Linked DNA regions of Hordeum vulgare: region 2 is linked to region 1. The links are chromatin contacts, called in public Hi-C maps. All regions are on one chromosome and are shown on one strand. Each heading gives the region's core, a stretch centred on a gene start, on an enhancer-like site or on the middle of the called end of the contact. The rest is flanking DNA. Distances are from core to core; before and after follow the strand shown.

Region 1 (2,703 bases), core at 58-2,557:
CTTAGCAACATCAGAGAATCAGTATGGAGTGTCTCTCTTACCAGATTCAGCAGAAGTTCAGGGCTAGTCCTGTAAAAGAAATTGAAAGAAGGCGATGTGAGCAAAACATGATTTACTCACATCCGCGAGCCTCATGGAGGAAACGTGTAAGTGCAAAAGGGAACATGTGAATGCAATTGCAGGCATAGAATGGCATATAAACTATCAAAGGAAGCCAGAGACAGTGCCCCTATTGTTGTCTTCGCAATCGACATCCTATGAATAAAAGTGGATACATTCCAGCCTGTTTCTACTAGGCCTCATCAAGTATCAACATGTATGTAAGAGCACACAAATGCACATAAGAAGAATAGAAGCCACTATAATGTGTGGAATCCAGTTTCTCAAGATGAAACACCGTTGCACTAGCTTCTACTGGTCTGAACCGAATCAATTACAGAAACAACTAACTAAAGCATACAATACAGGCATTAAATAAAACAGTATGCAGGCGAAAGCATTGGCTTACTTGAGCTCCACCTCCGGTTTGTTGTGCCTCTCGACCTCTTGGCAAGGGAAATTCTGGAGGCAGAAGGAACAAGCACGCGCGACATTAGAATATTTTTTGCTGAGGAATCATACGAGACTCTACAGGTGCTCTTGAGTAAATCAATAAATTTGCCGAGCAGAATGGCAATCCTGGAGGCGATGGAAATGGTGCGTACCTGCAGGCACATGGCGGCCTCCAGAGTGTTGCAGATGCAAGTGACGTACAGACGCAGCATGTTGGCCTGCGGATACACGAGAACCCATTTGAACGGAGTCGCAGGACCCGGTGGCTGCCCGAATCCGGCGGCGGCGATGCGCAGGGAAGGGTGGGATATAGGGAGGAAGGAGATGGGAATGGACTCACCATGGCTACGGAGGGTCGCCGCCCGCGTGGATCGGCCAAGGGGAAGAGAAGGGATGTGGTGGATCGGGAGGGCGGGGTGGCCGCCGGTTGCCGGAGTTGGTGGGGAAGGCACCGGCGTCGGAGGCGACTGGCTGGTGGGGCAGGGGTGTAGGGCGGAGTGCGCGGGGCGAGCGGGCGGCGTGCGTGCCCGGCGGGGAAGCAGCGCGGGGCTGAGGTGGGGATGCAGTCGCCGGGGGGTTCGTCGGAGGGGCCATGGAGCTCGCCGGACTAGGGGGGAGGTGAGAAGAAGGGGTGGCCTCACTTCCGTTGCTGAGCAAGGGGGTCCGCGGGAGAGAGGGTGAGGAAATCGGCGGCGCGGTGGGAAACCTAGCTTCTCTGCGGGAGCGAGAGGAGGGAACTGCGGTGGCGCACTAGCTGAGTGGTGCACTCTGTCCTGGTGCGTCATTAAACTAGTAATGGCGCACTCTGTCCCGGTGCGTCATTAATACTTTTAAAAAAAAGTTTGTTAGTAGTGGCGCACCGTGTGTGTGGTGCGTTATTAGTGTCTATCACACTAATGACGCACCTGCACAAGGTGTGCCACTGCTATATAGTAGTGACACACCACTTGTCTGGTGCGTCATTAGTGTTTATATTATCTATAGCCCTTTTCCTAATAGTGATTGGGAAGGACACATCAGTGTATTGCAGGACTGCTCGATGCTGTTGGCGCCATCGACAATGCTTCATGTGCTAGCGACCCATTCCCGTTGTTCGCTACGGAGTAAACCATACTTGCCATGAGCCAGGGTTGACCAGGTTTGGGACTCGGAGCACCAATTGTATCGAGTAATATCAGAAGCGCTTCATGAAGATAGTCTATCGTAGGATGAATATAGTAGCCTAATATTCGTGAGCACCGACATCTAGTAAAACATAAAAAATGTGTGAGTAGTATCTGATTAGAAATTTTTGGGACCTATTTCAAAAATTATATTATATTTGAAGCAAATGCTAGAACTTTGTATCTTCAGAGTCTCATGTTTTGTAACTAATATGCAAGTTGAGAAATCATCTACCACACCAATTTAAAACTCTAATTAGACAAAAGAATAAGAATAAGTGCTTCTAGCACAATTGTACAACATGCGTATATGTGTTTTGTAATTTAGGAGCAGTCAACATAGGCAAAGCATACATATCATGGAGCTTATTCTAGAAAGCACGTACTTCCTTTTAGGCAGTCACATATGTTTTACAGATCGTAAGCTTCAATTGTGGCTTCGGAACAAAATTCCTTTTCACTAAAATGCTTCAGATAAAGAAATTCACGTGTTAAAAAAAAGAATGAGAAAAGTACCAAAACCAACTTCACATGAAAATATAGGACCAAACCTAATGGTGTGTGTACATTGTAGATTGATCTATGCATATAAAAGTAACACACTCGAAAATATTAGCATGATTATTGCAACCCCAACTTTCTCATGGTTACCAGCCTAGCAAATGAAAATGGCACCTCATCATATATTGGGCATTCAACAGAATCAAATATATGGTCAAAGTGTTCCCGAGATTGATGGTTTTCAAACTCTGTTTCTGATATTCTATAAGTCCGACACAAACAAGGTTTGCTTTCTGTGAAGGTGCATAGTATTACACCATCTGTGAAATGACAATAATTCTGGAAATAACAAGAATAATAGCACCACAACAACAACTAAGCCAAACATGATGATATTTGTGGAAATAAAATAATAAGAACACTGCAACTCTCCTAGTAAAAACATGTTGTTTCCAGCAAGAAAAAAAAGTAGAAGAGGGGCCTCTTA
Region 2 (2,703 bases), core at 98-2,597, 680 kb before region 1:
TAGCGAAAGAAAGACAACATGTATAGAACCATATTGCTAAGGACGAAATTGATCAAAATAAATCGTCCCCCATATGACAAGAGTCTGGCCTTCCAACTGGCTAGCCGTTTCTCAAGTCTCTCTTCCACATACTTCCACTCGACGATAGTTAAGCGCTCATAGTGAATCGGAATATTGAGATACCGAATCGGGATCTGTCCGAGATGGCAGCCAAGAATGCTAGCATACTCAGTTGTCGACTGTGCAGCGTCTCCGAAGCAAAAAAAGCTCTCTCTTATGAAAATTAGTTTTAAGACCAGATAGCTCCTCAAATGCATATAAAAGCTACTTGAGGTTTCTTGCTTTGTCTAGATCATTATTTATTCATAAAAAGAATAATGTCATTCGCATATTGTAGAATAGACAAACTTTCTTCTACCAAATAGGGAATAACACCATTAATCTGACCGACCACCTTAGCTCTCTCAACACGGATAGCTAACATGTCGGCCGCGATGTTAGATAAAAGGGATAATTGAATTTATGTCCCTAATTAGATCACACTCGGCAGTTTTACCCCTAATTTCTGAAAACACTCGTTCCCGCCCAAACCACTTTCTTCGCTTATGCTTTTGCCCTTTGACTATTTGACCGTCACTTTAAAAACTTCATAAAATGTTCATACTAACTCAGAAAAAATCAAATAAGATATCAAAGTGTTCACAAAAACATCACCTATATATGCATGCCATTTGCATTCTTGATAAAAAATGTTGGAAAGTCACCATTCTTTATTCAAATAAAACTTAAATGGGGTCTTTCCAACATTTTTGTTGTGAATGCGAATGGCATACATATAGGCTATGTTTTTGTAACATTTTAATATCTTATTTGATTTTTTATGAAGTTTTTAAAGTAATGATCAGACGGTCAAAGATTTAGTTATCCGCGTTGGAGTTCCCCTTGCACTTCGGATTTGGTGCATCGCATCGTCAGTTTTGTAGGCTAGCTATTGTTTGTTTTGTACTAGGAGTACTAGCTAGGCAGTAGCCTTGTGTGTATTACGTGTGATGCGCGGTGGATACCGTCCCTGTACTGGCGATGGCCAACTAATTCCGTTGCTCGGAGCACTCGAGCGGGTAAGGTAGGTAGCTAGAGGTTCGCTGTTACCCATAGCTGGAGCGGCACGCGTTTGCACCCAACCAAGGTCCGTCACGCAAAACGTCACCGGTTCGGTAGTCGATGACAAATCGGACGGCTAGCTGAGCTGCGATTTCTACTTGGGACCTCACCGCACCGGCCGAGATGAATGCCGGCGGGCGCACGCTGACGCTGTGGCTGGGCTTTATAAACCTTTAATAAGCGCACACAGGCACAGCCTTGCCACACACCCATGAGCAGCTGAGCTCCCATTATTCTCACCTGCCGATCGCTGTGTCCATCGCTCTCTCGCCACCATCACTCGCGTCATCCTACGTACGCCGGCTTAGCTAGAGCTATCTCGATGACCAGACCAGCGCCGTCGCCGCTGCTCGTGTTGGTCGTGCTGGTCGGCGCGCTGGCCGGCGGACGCGAGGCGGCGCTGCTGAAGGCGCACTTCTACAGGCCCAGCTGCCCGGCGGCGGAGGCGGTGGTGCGCGACATCGTGCTGGCCCGCGTCGCCGCCGACCCCGCCGCGCTGCCGGCGAGGCTGCTCCGCCTCTTCTTCCACGACTGTTTCGTCAGGGTACGTATGTACAGAAAAAGGCGCTCACGCTCTGCGCGCGCATGGCTGACGGACGTCGTGCTGATTCGTGTACGTAGGGGTGCGACGCGTCGCTGCTGATCGACTCGACGGCGGGCAACACCGCGGAGAAGGACGCTGCGCCGAACGGGTCGCTGGGCGGCTTCGACGTCATCGACACCGCCAAGGCCGTGCTGGAGGCCGTCTGCCCCGGCGTCGTCTCCTGCGCCGACATCGTCGCGCTCGCTGCAAGGGACGCCATCTCCTTCCAGGTCGGTCAGTCGTCGATCGTGCTTGCATCACTCAATTACTACTTAATATGCATGCATGTACGGCTAATTAGCTACTCCTAATTATAAATGGAATACGCTTAGAGTTGACGCGCGTGCGCTGCATGCATATGCAGTTCGGTCGTGACCTGTGGGACGTGCAGCTCGGGCGGCGCGACGGCGTGGTATCCAGCGCGTCGGAGGTGCTGTCCGACATACCCTCGCCGTCGGATAACTTCACTGTGCTTGAGGCCAAATTCGCCAGCAAGGGCCTCGACGTCAAGGACCTCGTCATCCTCTCGGGTACATACATATCAAGTCAACATCATTAAGTTTACTCACACACACAAAATAAAAGAAAAAGATAACGCCCACACGTATGGGCGTTTGTAAACCGTCCACACACATGGATCTCCGTCCGTTTAGGGTTGCACTAATCTTTGCAAATTTTATATACCACGTATGATCGGGTCGGTGTGTGGACGTGCATCCTCTTCGCCCGCACGTCCATTGTCTTTCGGATTGCTTTTGCAGTGCCAAGCCTGTGTGGTGGGTCGACGTTTGCGCCCACACGCCACGCAATTTCCCTCAACTACTGCATGGCAACTACATGTGCATAGTTGTTGTTCAATCTGCATGGCAACTATCATGAAAACTGACAGCAACTGTCAGCAAAGTGGAATGGCAACTGCTTTTCATTCCATCTTCTTTGGCTGCTCGTCGGCATGGCAA

Evidence for each region. A called contact is a pair of places that touch in the nucleus more often than the background predicts.
Region 2: a contact with region 1 is called in a Hi-C map of seedling, with 2.2 times the contacts expected there. The contact joins the promoter of LOC123398877 here to the promoter of LOC123397523 in region 1. A contact is called at or near these places in 1 of 6 Hi-C or Micro-C datasets (seedling) and 1 of 1 datasets of contacts at active chromatin or transcription factors (embryo).

The regions. Positions count from the first base shown.
Region 1 is chr5H:133,438,047-133,440,749 of MorexV3_pseudomolecules_assembly, reverse strand. LOC123397523 (oxysterol-binding protein-related protein 2A-like) reads right to left here and starts at 1,307. Exons shown (of 7, transcript XM_045092052.1): 1 at 893-1,307; 2 at 705-770; 3 at 509-561; 4 at 42-69. The coding sequence starts at 895.
Region 2 is chr5H:134,117,880-134,120,582 of MorexV3_pseudomolecules_assembly, reverse strand. It overlaps LOC123398877 (peroxidase 24-like), which reads left to right and starts at 1,347. Exons shown (of 4, transcript XM_045093322.1): 1 at 1,347-1,705; 2 at 1,783-1,974; 3 at 2,109-2,274. The coding sequence starts at 1,484.